3 separate regions of the Mus musculus genome follow, and all the other regions are linked to region 3. The links are chromatin contacts, called in public HiChIP or PLAC-seq maps. All regions are on one chromosome and are shown on one strand. Each heading gives the region's core, a stretch centred on a gene start, on an enhancer-like site or on the middle of the called end of the contact. The rest is flanking DNA. Distances are from core to core; before and after follow the strand shown. Region 1 overlaps Sinhcaf (SIN3-HDAC complex associated factor). Region 2 has its middle 3.8 kb from the start of Gm25539. Region 3 holds the start of Dennd5b (DENN/MADD domain containing 5B).

Region 1 (4,883 bases), core at 1,546-4,045, 180 kb after region 3:
TCCTTCGTTGTTTTCCTCTCACTATTTAAAGTTGACTAGAAGAGAAGAGTTGTGTGTTGAGGCTAAGTTGGTGGGTTGGGTTGGCTTCTTAACATCAAGAAACTGAATGGAGCTCCACACCTCTAGATCTCAATGATTCGGTTGGCTTCTCAGTGGAACCCAACTGAAGTTGTCTAATTGCCTCTTCTCAGAGTTCAGGAAAAACAGTAGTGCCACTTGAGACCTCGTAGAGGAGGTATACGTGGCTGCCTTAGTATTCTGTTCCTCATGATTATTTTAGAAACTGGATTTTAAAAAGTCTTTTAGAGTTTCACAACAAGGAGAAGCCACAGTTTGTGGCATCCTATAGTTTTACATTGTGTATTTCTTCCTTTTAGGAAAAACCTACCTAGTACAAGCTACCACGTGCACAGACAGCCCAATGAGTGGGCCATTTCTCCACAACCCTGGTGTAATACAGAGTCCAGCCATTACCATTCTCCTGCGTTACTTTGACATGGGATTTTTTTTTTTTTTTGTACATTTTGGCTGCAGTATTGGTGGTAGAATATACTTTGATGGATCATCTCTACTTCTGTATTTATTTATTTATTACTAGACCTCAACCACAGCCTTCTCCCCCTCCACTCTCTGCCTGTAGGATGTACTGTATGTAGTCATGCACTTTGTATTAATATATTAGAAATCTACAGATCTGTTTTGTACTTTTTATACTGTTGGATACTTATAATCAAAACTTTACTCTAGGGTATTGAATAAATTTAGTCTTATTAGAAAAATAAAAGTTGTCTCATGACTTTGTTTTAGAGGTCTCTGGTAAGAATTTTTTCAGGACCTGGAGAGATAGCTTAGTAGTTAAGAATACTAACTGTACTTGCACAGAGGGTCCAAGATGGATTCCCAGCACCCACATGACAGCTCAAAACCATCTTTGGCTCTTGTTCCCAGGGCTCTGATACCTTTGGTACTCCTTGGGGATCAGATAGGCACAAGAGGGACAGATGAATGGAGACAAAACCACCCATTTACATAAAATGGATATAAAGTTTAAGATTTATTTATTTAATTTATCTATTTATTTAAGATTTATTTATTTTTGTATGTGGGTACACTGTCTTCAGACATACCAGAAGAGGGCACCGGATACTCATTACAGATGGTTGTGAGCCACAATGTGGTTGCTGGGAATTGAACTCGGGACCTCTGAAAGAGCAGTCAGTGCTCTTAACCGCTGAGCCATCTCTCCAGCTCCAAGCTTAATTTTTGATGAGCAGGGGTTTGGGTAGAAAAGTCTTCAGACTCTAGGATAAGTGGATATGGTAGCTACATACAAAGGACTTTGTGTAGTGGTTTTAACATGAATGGAATGTCCATGACAAGGGTTGCTTATCTGTGGGGAGAGTTAGACCGGGACTTTTGTGTGAAACAACTTTACAGAATTATGAGGAACTGAAATGAAATCAAACATGGAAGTTTTAAACAAAATTTTTGAGACAGTTATGTATCCAGGCTGGCCTCAGTAATCACTGTTGGGCAGGTAAGATGGCTTTGGCTATGTGCCTGCCAAGCCTGACAATCTGGAATTTGGTCTCTAGAACCCACAAGGTAGGAGAAAACTAGCTCCCACCATTTTCCTCAGACCTTTTCACATGTGCTGTGGCACAATCAAGATTGCTTTTTCCTTTGTCTTTAGTGTGCCTAGAGTCAGGGTGCTTTTATATACAAAATATGTTTCTCAGACTTCATATTCCAGTTTCTGTGAGCTGGGAAGCTTGTATATAGACTGTTTGCTTCTGTCCTTCCAGTGCCAGGAGTCAGAATGTCAAGGTGAGAACTGAAGCAGAGACCATAGAGGAGAGCTGCCGACTGTTTGTTTGCTTTTCATGGTTCTACAACCTGGGACTAATTCCCCAGTGAGCTGGGCCCTCCCACATCAATCATTAGTCGGGAAAACGTGCCACATATTACAGAGGCTGCCTTAGTTATTCTGTTGGTGTGAGAGACACCATGACCAAGGCACCTCTGATAAAGCATTTAGTTGAGAGCTTGCTCACAGTTTCAGAGGGTTACTTTGTTATCATGGCAGGCATGGTGCTTGCAAGTAGCTGAGGGCTTTACATTCTTACCAGAAGTCAGTGGACAGTAAAGCAACTTAGCCTGGGCTTTTGAAACCTCAAAGCGCACCATCTCCAACATGTCCTAACCCTTTCCAACAGCTGACCAACTGGAAACGAGGATTCAAATACATGAACCTATGAGGCCATTCTTATTTAAACCAACACAGAGGCATTTAGATTCTCTTCCCTGAGAAGTCTAGGTTTGTGAAATTGGCAAACCAACTAGGACAAACTGAACCAACACACTAGCATTTTGATCTATGATGCTACCACTGATTACAGAAGTAGGAAGGTGGATCTGTTCTGAAACACCCATGAGCCAAGTGATCAAACACTGATCAAAAGTCCTGTAAAGTTCAGTCTTAATTACATTTTTGTACCATGTCCAGAGAAACTTACAAAAGAAAGCATTTAATTGGGATCTTGCCTAACAGTTTCAGAAGGAAATGTCAATGACCATTGTGGGAGCTTGACAGCAGGCAGTCAGGCATGAAGCTGAATCAAGCTGAAAGCTTTCAGATTGAGACAATCATGAGAGAGACACAACCCAGAGGTAGAGAAAGCTGGGTGGGCTTTTGATTCCTCAAAGCCTAGTTCCAGTAACATACCTTCAACAAGCCCACACCTAATCCTCCCCATACTTTTACAAGCTGCAGCCCAAACATTGAAACAAATATATGAGCCTTTGAGAGCCATTCTTATCCAAATCACCACTATTCTTAAACAAACCTGCAGCTGAGTGGAAGTGTAAAGAGTTTAACTTGAATAAAGCCTGCTTTTCTGATTCCTGTTTGCTTTCTTTTTCTTCAAAACAGGGTTTCTGTATAGGCCTCAGTCCTGAAACTCATTCTGTACACCAGGCTGGCCTGGGACTCAGAGGCTCACCTTCTTCTTCCTACTGAGTGGTGGGATTAAAGGGGTGTGCCACCTCATCAGGCAATGTTTGCTTGCTTTTTATTTATTTTATGTATATGATACACTGTAGCTGTACAAATGGTTGTGAACCACTATGTGGTTCCTGGGAATTGAACTCAGGACCTCTGCTCACTCCGGGCCCACTTGCTGTGGCCCAAAGTACACTGTAGCTGTCTTCAGACACACCAGAAGAGGGCATCAGATCTCATTACAGATGGTTGTGAGCCACTGTGGTTGCTGGGATTTGAACTCGGGACCTTCGGAAGAGCAGTCAGTACTCTTAACAGCTGAGCCATCTCTCCAGCCTGCTTGCTTGCTTTTTAAATTATTTATTTATTCTTAAATTTGTGTACGTTGGTGTTCCTTCCTCTGGAAAAGGAAAGCAACCAGGGACCTTAACTCTCCAGCCCACATTTGTTTACTCTGTAAACTAGCTTGATGGTCCAGCAGCCAGTGCCTCTTTAATCCAGAAAAGTTTTCTGCTTCCTGCAAAGGCTGGTCATGGAAGATGAGTTTACCTGTTTGTGTGTGGTTCATGTGTACGCCTTTAGTGTTTGAAACAAGATCTCTTACTAAAGCTGTGGCATAACTAGAAACACCAGGGACCCCCTCCTGCCTCCACTACTGAGATTACAGCTGTGCCCCAACATGACTGGATACAAGGGATCTGAACTTTGGTCCTCGCCTTACTAGACAGCAGCACTCTTCCAGCTGATCCAGAAAACCCCAGTTTTGTTTTTAATGCCAGTTTGAAATGTATTATAAAAGATGGGGGCAGGAAGATCACAATTCTAGACCACCTGAGGTATATGAAATCCTGGGTTAAAAACAGCTTCAAAACAGCCAGAACTTAGTGCCAGCTGTCAATGTCATGCTGAAGTTCTCCAGGCACCCGTAGTCCAGTGTCCATATTGATCCAGCATCCTGATGCCTGGCAGTTTTTGTGTGATGTTTAATGAACTGGGACTGGAAAAGGAAGAGACAGCCAAGTTGGATCAAAGGTAGGAGTTTCATGGGCTCATTCATGAAAGAAAGGAGCCAGAGGGTCCTATTGGATAATTTCTCTAGCTAGCAGTGGAGTTTGGTTACTCATTGTTGGTATCATGTTCCCTGCACCATGGGCAAAGGCTACTTATTATTGTGGTATGTTGAGTCTAGGGGATCTTAGACAAATCTTTTCATTCTGTGTAGAAGGTGACTAAAATCAGAGCTGCCCTTTTGTCTCCATGTCTGGAAAGGAGGAAATTACTCTATTTTAGAATGTCTATACTTACATAGCTTACCTGCACTTAACTTCAGGCAGGGGATTTTGCAGCTGCAAGGAAAGACGGGGTTTGTGCCTGTGTTTATGTTTCAGTCTTAAATAATGGCTCAGCAGCCTCAAGTTGTTAAGCAGGTCCCTGGTAGTATTAGAAAAGGAACTGAACAGTTGTGTTGCTGTTTAAGACACAAGTGTATTCTTGGACTTGAGCTATTTAGATAAACTTACTGTTCACTATTCCATCACTCAAGGTCCCTGCTTCCTATGGGAAATGGCAAATCCCCTATAGTTCTATAGCCTCTTTGCCGGTTACTTGGGGCCTCTGAACTTTAACACCAGGTTGCAAACTCAGCTTCAATTAGAGCGAGTTTACCTGTCCTCAGACTCACAATCCTCAGTAGAGGATTGGCTATAACCCCCAAGTTCAGTAACAAAAACATTTCATAGACTGCAAGTGGGCTGAAGTACTGAGAAAACTGTCCCAGGAAACAGGCTCAATCAATTTTCTTCTGGTGCACCACCAGGTGGCGTTGGTGAAAAACATGTTAAGAATTTAGGTATACTTTTCTAAAAGACAGGATCTCAACAGG
Region 2 (4,636 bases), core at 540-3,039, 130 kb after region 3:
CCTCTCTGGTCACTCACTACCTTGGTTTAGGATTACTAGTTGGCTCTCCCTTCCCTTCCCTCTCTTTCAAGTCAGTCACTCTCTCTCTCTGTAGTCCACACTGGTCTTTCGAGTGCTGATTCCAGGCATGTGCCACCATGCTCCATTCCACTTTTAATATTTTAAAAGGCATTTCTTCCACATTAGCCACCAGGATGAAGTTCTCTTTTTTATTTTTTTTTAAAAAAGGTCTTCATCTGCAAGAGAGCCAGCCCTTCTTTCAAGAGAACCACAGAGAAGCCAGATAGAATCAGTCAGCCTAGAGAGGACTTTGAACCAGAACAGCTGAGTTGAACCAGACAGCCAGACAGAGATCAGAAAGAACTAGGAAGGCATGAGCTTATTCAGCAGCAAGTCTCAGAGGCTGAAAACATTCCAGGCCTAGATAAGATTATATATGGAGGCTAGAAGCTTCCAGGATTTCGTATAAGTTAACAGACTGCGATAGTAAGCCTTGGAGGCAACAATTACATCAGGAGCATAAAAGATCCTTTTATATATACACACACACACACACACACACACACACTTGCAAGTATGTCCTCTCTCAGCCGTACTGAATTTTGCCTGTGTTCACTGCCCTAGCCATTCTTGTTTGTTTGTTTGGGATTTTGTTGTTTTGTTATTGTTGGAGACAGAGTTTCTCTGTGCAGCTCTGGCTGTCCTGGAACTCACTCTGTAGACCAGGTTGGCCTTGAATTCAAGATATCTGCCCAGTGCTGGGAGTAAAGGTGTGTGCCACCAGCCCTAACCAGTCTTAGTTCCTGCCCTCTCTTCTTACTCAGCCCTGTTGCTTGCTCCCCAGATAATTAATAATAATAATTAATAATAATAGTGTGGGTACTGTGACATGTATGCAGCCTTCAACCTCCCAAGTGACTCTTATACCCGCTGTGATCCTGGCCTCCGGGCATTCCTGCCCCTACATAATAAGCCACTTCCCTCCAGTGCACTATTTCTGGGTGCAATTCTGAATAGCAGAATTATTAATCAGTAATGGGATGTAAACTCTGAGGCTAGGTTGCCTGCAAACTGTAGTTTTTTGTTGTTGCTCACCCTTGCTCTTCAGACTCCCTGCCTGTGAGCAGTGGAGGGAAGCCTGTGGCGCTCCGGAAAAGGAATTCAGCACCATTCCTGTGGGTGGGCCTGGGGTGCAAGGCTTTCTTCACTAAGGGGCATCCCGGCAGGCAGCTTCCCACTACTTCAGGAAAGATTAGTTAAGCAGCGCTCTGTCAAGCAAACCAGATTTCTTACACAGTGTGTTTGGGAAGTTAATTACATAGTAATAGATAACCGATGTTGCCACGGAACCCCTGCCTGCCTCCACACCAGATTCACCATCCTGTTCTAGGGCAAAGTGTCTGTATCTGCTATCTCTAGCCCTGAAGCCTTTCCTATAAGTGACCAGTGTCTTGTTCATACTCAGGCCTCCAGGTTGTGATACTGAACTGAGAGAAGGGAGGAAGGGAGGAAGTTGGCACGATTCTCCCCAGTCCTCTTAATCCTTGCCTCTTACTGTCAACAGATGTTTGCAGCGAACTTGGTGAGGGGGAGGAGGGCACTCTCCTGGAACTTTCTGAATGAAGGTGGGGAGGACGCCTTCCAGAGTGGGGGTGGAACGCCCAGTGGGGTGTGTGTGTGTGTGTGGTCCCTGCAGAAGTGAAACTGGAAAGTGGAGCCTGGTGTCTTCTAGCAACTTTCTTTTGGAGCTGCAGAGCAAGAACGACATCACCACCCCACCCCATCCCCTGAGGGCACCTGAAGCCTGGCCTGGCCTGGCCTGTCTGTCACCGGGTCCTGAAGGGTTGGAATGCAGGAATACAGTGGTCCCTGAACTCTATAGAGAGTGTCTGGGGACAGAAAGGCAGTCCCACTGTGTTGTACTGCTGTCTCCCAACCAGTTGTTGTGAGTCCTCCAACACTCCTTTGATTTCGGTCCGCTGTACTGAGGTTGCATAAGCGGACTGTGGTACACATTCATGGCTAAATGGTTACTAAAGGGAGTAGGTTAGAGAAAGAGAATCCTCCTGAATTTCAGTTGTGTCATTTATGACATGACTTGACCTGACCATCTTTCGTTCTCTGAGTTGGCTGGAAAGCCATTTCCCAAGGTTGTTCTGAAATAAAACTAAATGGCAGGTAGGACATTTTGTGGTATGCAAATACTTGTGTATTTTAAAGGGAGCTTAGGGCTGGAGAGATGGCTCAGCGGTTAAGAGCACTGATTGTTCTTCCGGAGGTCCTGAGTTCAAATCCCAGCAACCACATGGTGGCTCACAATCATCTTTAATGAGATACAATGCCCTCTTCTGGGGTGTCTGAATACAGCTACAGTGTACTTACATATAATAAATAAATAAAAAAATAAAATAAAAGGAGCTTAACAATCTTATTTTTTCATTGGCAATGTAAGAAACAAAAGAAGCTCTGGGGTTTTGTTGTTGTTGTTTGTTTTCTAATACTGAGGCTCAAACCCAAGGCTCTTCCAATGCCAGCAAGTACTTACTACTGAGTGAAACTACCAGCCTTAAAAAGATACTGGTATCCAGTTGACAAGATGCCACATTGAGTTTTTTTGGTGTGGTGGAAAAATTTAAAGGTAATGTTGAGGGACTTTTTGTTGTTGTTGTTGTTTGTTTTTGTTTTTCAAGACAGGGTTTCTCTGTATAGCCCTGGCTGTCCTGGAACTCACTCTGTAGACCAGGTTGGCCTCGAACTCAGAAATCCGGCTGCCTCTGCCTCCCAAGTGCTAGGATTAAGGGCATGTGCCACCACTGCCTGGCTTGTTGAGGGACTTTTATGATTGTTTTTATTGCTTGGTTGTTTTATTTCCCAAGATAGGGTCTTGATATATAGCCGAGGCTAGCCTCAAATTCATTATGTAGCCTAGTGGGCCTTACACTCCTGCCTTAGCCTTGTGAATAGTGAGCTTATAGGCAAATTACAACCTTGTAACTTCTGTTTTACTGTTTTGTTTTTTATTTTCCTGTTGTTGTTTGTTTCTTTGTGTAGAGAGGATCAAACCCAGAGCCTTGCTCCATTAGGTAAGTGCTCTGCCATAGTCCTGTGTTATTAGTTTTTTGGCTTGACTCTCAGGCCTGCTGTTTTAGGTGATTGCTGTAAACCAGCTCTAATGCCAGAACAGATGTGCCTGAACCTGCCCCTGCCCCTCAGGAGGAGAGGTATTGCTCCTGTTTGTAGTCAGATATCTGCACCTTTGTGCTCCAGTCCTGAAGCAGATGGATGTGGCCATGGAAGATCCAGAAGCACAAGAAATACAATGGTGGTGTGCTAAGTGCCCCCTGTCATTGTCAGCAGACTCACACACATCATTCCATTCTCCAGTCGACAAACCTGTCTTCATATTCTGTTCCTTATTCAGATTAGAACTGGTAAGGAAGATCACTAACTCCAGGTTTTTGTTATTTTTCCAATCAGCCATGATTATCACCTGACAGTGTTTAACTGCCCAGATCTAAGCATGATCAGAAAAAGATCCAAACACATTATACTAGGGGACTGGGGATGTGGCTCAGTTGGCTGAATGCGTGTCTTGCACTCATAAATTCCTAGCATTTCACAGAATAAGTTGAATGCTGTACCCTATAGTCTGGAAGATCAGAAATTAAAAGTCATTGTTGGCTACATAGTAAGTTCCAAGCTAACTTGGGATACCTGAGACCTGATAGTTAAGAGCACTGGTTACTCTTTCGCAGTACTGGGGTTCAATTCCCGACACCCACATAAAAGCTTGCAACTGTAACTTCAGTCTCTGGGGATATGACACCCTCACACAGACATCCATGCAGGCAAAATATCAATACATATAGAAAATAAGTAAAATCATTAAAACAAAACAAAACAGAAAAGCCAGGTATAGTGGCCCACACCTTTAATTCCAGCCCTCGGGAACCTGAAGCAGGCAGATCTTTGTGAGTTTGAAGCCAGCCTGGTCTATATAGTGAGTTTCAGAACAGCCAGATCTACATACATAGTGAAACCCTGTCCTATCAAAAAAGAAAAAATAATTTTTTGTTTATTGTTTTTTTGAGACAGAGTTTTTTTGTGAGCTCTGGCTGTCCTAGAAGTTGCTCTGTACATCAGGCAGGCTTTGAACTTCAAGAGGGCTGTCTTGGGGGAAAAAACCCAACATATTAAAAAAAATTAAATAAATAAATAAAATTAGTGTTAGTTGTCAATGATGGTAATTAAGATAATCAAGATGTTGTGAAGCTAAATGAGTTTGGCTGGTTAAAAATTTTGTGACCTGGGTTGGAGAGATGGCTCAGTGGTTAAGAGCAATGATTGTTCTTCCAATTAAACTATGAAAATTTCTCTAGAAGTCTATATAGCATCATGAAAACAAACATACAAGATGATTCCTGGAGAATCATAAGTCAGGCACGATTATAAGTACTTTATGTGTCTAAACTCTCTGAACCCAGTGATAATCGTACCAGGGAGAAGAAAAAAAAAAAAAAAAAGCCAAAGAACATTAAATGCAGACAAGGCCACACCTCCTGTCTTAGTTAGGGTCTTATTGCTTTGAACACACACCATGACCAAGGCAATTCTTTTTTTTTTTTTTTTTTTAAAG
Region 3 (4,722 bases), core at 356-2,855:
TAATAAAAGCTCACCTATTCTCCATAATCAACTCTAATGAAACCCATAGATCAGAAAATTGCCTTAGCAGATAAAGACTCCCCACCAAGACTGACTATCGGGGTTTTGATCTCCAGGACCTACATCATGGAAGGAGAAAACTGACTTCTGAAACTCATTCCCTGACCTGTACATAAGCACAGAACCCCCCCCCCCACACACACACACATACATACACACACACATACACACACACACAATGTCATTTTAAAAAGTCTTTAAAATTAAAATAAGTTTGGTGAACTTATTTGATCACCAAAAAGGTTAAAGAAATGAAAGCAGAAGGAGTTGGTGTGAAAAGGAAGGAGATCAGAGGGAATGGGGTGGGACAGGGGGTACAAGAAGGTTATAAAAAGATATGATCAAAATATGTACATGAAGCTGGGTTGTGGTGGCACATGCCTTTAATCCCAGCACTGAGAAGGCAGAGGCAGGAGGATCTCTGTGTGTTTGAGGCCAGCCTGGTCTACAAATAGAGTTCTAGGACAGCGAGAGCTGTCACACAAAGAAACCCTGTCTCAAAAAACAAAACAAGAAAGTACATGTATGGAAATGTCATGATTAAATACAGTATTCTATATATGTTAATAAAACAAAACTAAATCATTACTGTTTACAATTTTATAAATCAGTTACTGCTCAAATGAACAGAAAGCATGTTTCTTGATTAGCACAAACAATAAATCAGTTTTCTGCTATATTTGACTAGCTTAGAATCTAACATCCTGCAAGAAGCCACCAACAAAAATAGAAATACTCAGTAAAATATTTTTATGTGTACTCTGTATAATAGAAGCAATAATTGCATAACATTAAATGTCCATATACATTACAGATTTCAAAGTTGGTTATTTTCCCAGTAGCACCATCCTGATACTACCTAGATTATCATCATTCTTTCCTTCACTAAAATATAAATGGCAGGTCAAGTGGGACCCAAGGTTCTATAGATACTGGAAAGAATGAACCAGGAAGCATAAATACTCCCCATCCCAAGTACAATCCAGCTAAAATGGTAAGAGAAGTCATTTCAAGGGTTCCGGAAGATTATTGGAAGGTACGATAGAAGCTAAGAGTCAATTACCCAGGTTGTTATTTACCCTCCTCATTTTTGTGTGTGTTGAGATGGAGTCTCACTAGGTAGAGAGGCTCATCTCCAACTCCGGATCCTCCTGCCTCAGTCACAGGAGTGCTGGAATTATAGATGTGAGTCACCACGTCCTGCCGGGGACTAGGATCTTAAAATGGTTTAAGCATCTGCATGACAGTTTAAAAATACGGTACAGACGTTGTGGGAAATGACCTCAGCGTGCTGTCTCCCTTTTCCAAAGCTACGTTATTGTTTAGGTTGGGTTGGGCGACATCCTCTCTGGAAGATACGATCCTGCTCTGCGGCTCGTGCTCAACCGACTGTTGGGGGCTGCACCGTGCAAGAGAGGTTTCCTCAATATTACCGCGGGTGGGCACGCACCCAGACGCGCCCCCGATCCTCCGAGCTCACTGGTGCGCGCCCCGAACCGCGCGCCACCGAGCTCTGCGGGCGCTCCCGTCGCGCAGCGCGGTTCAGTTGACCCGCGGGCGCCAGACGCTGCGCTCCAGCGGGCGCAGCCGCGGCGGCGCGGGCCTCCCTAGCTGACACTCCCCCTGCGCGCCCCTCCCCCGCCGCGGCGGAATCCCGCCCGCCCTCCGGTCCGCGCGCGAGCCCGAGGCCGCTTCCTCGGTACCAGCGTCTAGAAGGATCCCGGCCGCGGCGATTGCGCGGCCATGGGCGCGCCGGGCTCGTCCTAGGGTCGCGGCGGAGACCGCAGTCGGAGCGCCGCGGTGGCCTCCTCCGCGAGGGAAGCCTGCGACGCTTCTCAGCGAGGCTTCTCATCGGTTCACGCCGGAGAGCCTCCTCCGCGAACCCCAGCGACGGTCGCACCGGCAGCGCGGCGGGATGAGCGGTAGCAGCGCGGCGCCGGGCCCGGGCTCGGGGTCCTCCCCGGCCGCCTGTCGCTTCGCGCACTACTTCGTGCTGTGCGGGATCGATGCGGACAGCGGGCTGGAGCCCGACGAGCTGGCGGGTAAGGCCGGGCTGGCTTTGGAGGCGCTAGGGAGGCGAGGTGCGGGCTCCAGACAAAAAGTCGGCGGCTATAGCCGCGCTCCGGCTAGATGGGCACTCGTGGGCGACATAATGACATTGTTGTTAATTCCGCGCTCTGGCTAAGCCCCTGGGTGTTGGGTCCTTGTAACCGGCGCGGGTCCCCAGAGGGCCCGACCCTCCGCTGCTCGCGGGTGGCTCATGGTGCGCGGGACCGGGCTGTGCAGTGGTTCGTGAAGTTTGGCCCTGGCGGCGGATGCGGTGGTCGGCAGCTCCATGAAGGAGTCGGGACCGCGGGGCTACGGTGAGGTCCGCTCGGGCAGGAGGCCCAGCGGGATCGACCCCGACCGCTCTGGGTCGGCGCCACCCCTCCCCCTGGTTCTGCGATGACGAGCGAGTCACCCTTTGGAATCCTGTGGATTTGGCAGTGCCAGTGCCGCGAGCTAGCGAGGACCTTTGGACGCTTGGGTTGCGGCCTGATGCTTTGTTGATACCCCTGCCTGGTTCCTGAGTTGATGTAGTTGGACAATCCTCCCCAAGAGGGGCGCGCCGTGAATCACTGCCGAGGTGTCACTGGAGGAGCATGGCCCCCATTTGACGGGTTTGGTGACGCAGTGCGGGACTGAGCTGGGGAACGTACCCTGGGAACCCGGGCAGTTGAAGGATGGTAGGGACCGGGGAATGCGAAATGTAGAAAGCAGGCCGGGGAGAAATGACTGACTGAATTTTTCATTCCGCTTTCCTCCTTGGAATCTGAATTGTGATTTTTTTTTTTTTTTTTTTTTTTGGTAAGGGTGAGACACATAACGCCTACCACCAGAACTTTATTTGTGTCAGTGCTAAACACTTAGGTCATAGCCTTTCACAGCAGCTTTTTTGGAATATACCATCCCAGGTTGATTGCACTAGTATAGATTTTTTTCTCTCTTCCTTTGAGGAAAGGGCTGGGAAGAATGTATTAAATAATAAATGATAGTAAACAAAACGGGTCAGCCTTTACTAATACAGTCTCACGTCTTAATTGAGCATATTATTAAGTCAGCTTCACAGTAAAATGTTAACAAAAACTAAGTATAGTTTTAGAGGAATAATGAAATACCAAGTTTTCCCTGTATGTATAATTATATAATCCTACTGTTTCTTCAGCTAAGATTTCATGTACATGTTAAGAATAGTATAGTTAAGGGACATGAAGTTGCAGGGGGGGGGGGTGTCTGCAATAGTGATTTTGGAGAAAGAGTTTTTTTGGGCTAGTAAAAAATATATTTTTCTAGGACTCCTCTAAACAACTAGGATTTCTTGGGCCTTCTATGACAGGTGAATGATGAAATAAAAAAGCCTGTATTTGCCCTTTCCATTCACCTCAGTCTTCATAAAGCAGTATCTCCTATTGTTCTTTTGATTGTTCTTATTGTATTACTACTTAGAAGAGAAAGATTCTTGGGCCAGCGGAATACTCGGCTCAGTGAAAACATGCACTACTCTTGCTGAAGGAGGACCCAAGTTTGATTCTTAGCACCCAGATTAGGAGGCTTATAAGCACTTCTAGTTCTAGTTCTAAAGGAGCTGACACACTTGGCCTCTGAGGGCATTTTCTCTAATACACACACACACACACACACACACACACACACTTAAACAGTATAAAAATCTGAAAAAATATATTCTGTGCTAGTAATATAATGAAGGAATTGTTTTTAATTTTTTTTTTAGATTTATCTTATGTGTATGAATGTTTATGTGCATGTCTGGTGCCTTCAGCATTTAGAAGAGAGTGGAGGGTGTTGGATTGTCTGGAACTAGAATTAGGGGTGGTTGTGACCCCTGCATACTAGGAATTTACAGATTTAAGGTTTAGGAATCATACAGCTATTTGGCAGGTGTTTTATTTTCTAAGCTAATTTCTTTCCAGTTTAACTTAACCTTTAAGGAAGTTTAAGTGGCTGGGATAACAAGATAAGATTTTTTTTTAAAAAAAGTTTCCTATCTCCTGTCTTAAGTGTATCCTTTTTTTGAATAAATAAACTTATCTATGTGCTTTCATACTTGGCTTTACTTTTTCATGCAATTGTTCACAAAAACAATGCCTGTGATCTCACAGTTTTTAAAAACATAGACATTGGTAACCCTGAGGTGATTATGTCAGTGTTATTTTGTTTGGGTCTTCCCACTCCTGTCAGTACTTATTTCTTCATTGGTTCATTGACAGCCATACCTCCAAGCCTTGAAAGTTTGTGTGCCAGAAAGAAACATCTTTTTAGTGGAAACACCAACAGGTCTTATTTATTGTGAATCATTTATAAACCATCTTGTCCCTGGTGGAAGGGATGAATGGGAGACAGTGAAAGAGGGACATATGGATAAAAATTGGTAGAAAACAAATCGTAAGACCCACTCTTCATTCCACGGATCTCTTTTGCTGATATTGACAATTCTTCTCTTTTTAGCTCGGAACACATTTACAGTTAGAGGAAGACAAATGGTGCAGAATTACCCAGACAAGTTCTGTAGACCTAAGATTTCTTGTGATTCCCTTCTATTTTTTTTTGTTCGTTTACTAAGATGTTAAATTAAATTTCTCACCAGTGTGTATGTATATGCAT

Evidence for each region. HiChIP or PLAC-seq counts read pairs in DNA pulled down with a chosen protein or histone mark.
Region 1: an H3K4me3 HiChIP or PLAC-seq map of embryonic stem cells shows a contact between it and region 3, with 7 times the contacts expected there. The contact joins the enhancer-like site here to the promoter of Dennd5b in region 3. A contact is called at or near these places in 3 of 15 datasets of contacts at CTCF or cohesin (the NIH/3T3 cell line and pro-B cells), 30 of 484 Hi-C or Micro-C datasets (the C2C12 cell line, the CH12 cell line, the G1E-ER4 cell line and 15 more), 10 of 115 datasets of contacts at active chromatin or transcription factors (embryonic stem cells, extraembryonic endoderm stem cells and stem cell-derived neural progenitor cells) and 4 of 9 other capture datasets (adipose tissue, embryonic stem cells, liver and 1 more).
Region 2: an H3K27ac HiChIP or PLAC-seq map of extraembryonic endoderm stem cells shows a contact between it and region 3. The contact joins the enhancer-like site here to the promoter of Dennd5b in region 3. A contact is called at or near these places in 3 of 484 Hi-C or Micro-C datasets (CD4 T cells, cranial neural crest and embryonic stem cells) and 9 of 115 datasets of contacts at active chromatin or transcription factors (acute myeloid leukemia, embryonic limb bud, embryonic stem cells and 4 more).

What each region holds. Positions count from the first base shown.
Region 1 is chr6:148,916,958-148,921,840 of GRCm38.p6, reverse strand. Sinhcaf (SIN3-HDAC complex associated factor) reads left to right here. Exons shown (of 6, transcript NM_019643.4): 6 at 1-784. Among named protein-coding and RNA genes, the nearest start is that of Caprin2, 23 kb to the right of the region's middle. Within about 2 kb of position 2,795, at least 6 of the 459 cell types and tissues checked have an H3K27ac peak or open chromatin away from gene starts, as enhancers often do. A contact at or near this core is called in embryonic stem cells, where this site is marked.
Region 2 is chr6:148,968,789-148,973,424 of GRCm38.p6, reverse strand. No RefSeq gene overlaps it. Among named protein-coding and RNA genes, the nearest start is that of Gm25539, 3.8 kb to the right of the region's middle. Within about 2 kb of position 1,789, at least 42 of the 459 cell types and tissues checked have an H3K27ac peak or open chromatin away from gene starts, as enhancers often do. A contact at or near this core is called in embryonic stem cells and extraembryonic endoderm stem cells, where this site is marked.
Region 3 is chr6:149,098,563-149,103,284 of GRCm38.p6, reverse strand. It overlaps Dennd5b (DENN/MADD domain containing 5B), which reads left to right and starts at 1,605. Exons shown (of 21, transcript NM_177192.3): 1 at 1,605-2,102. The coding sequence starts at 1,976.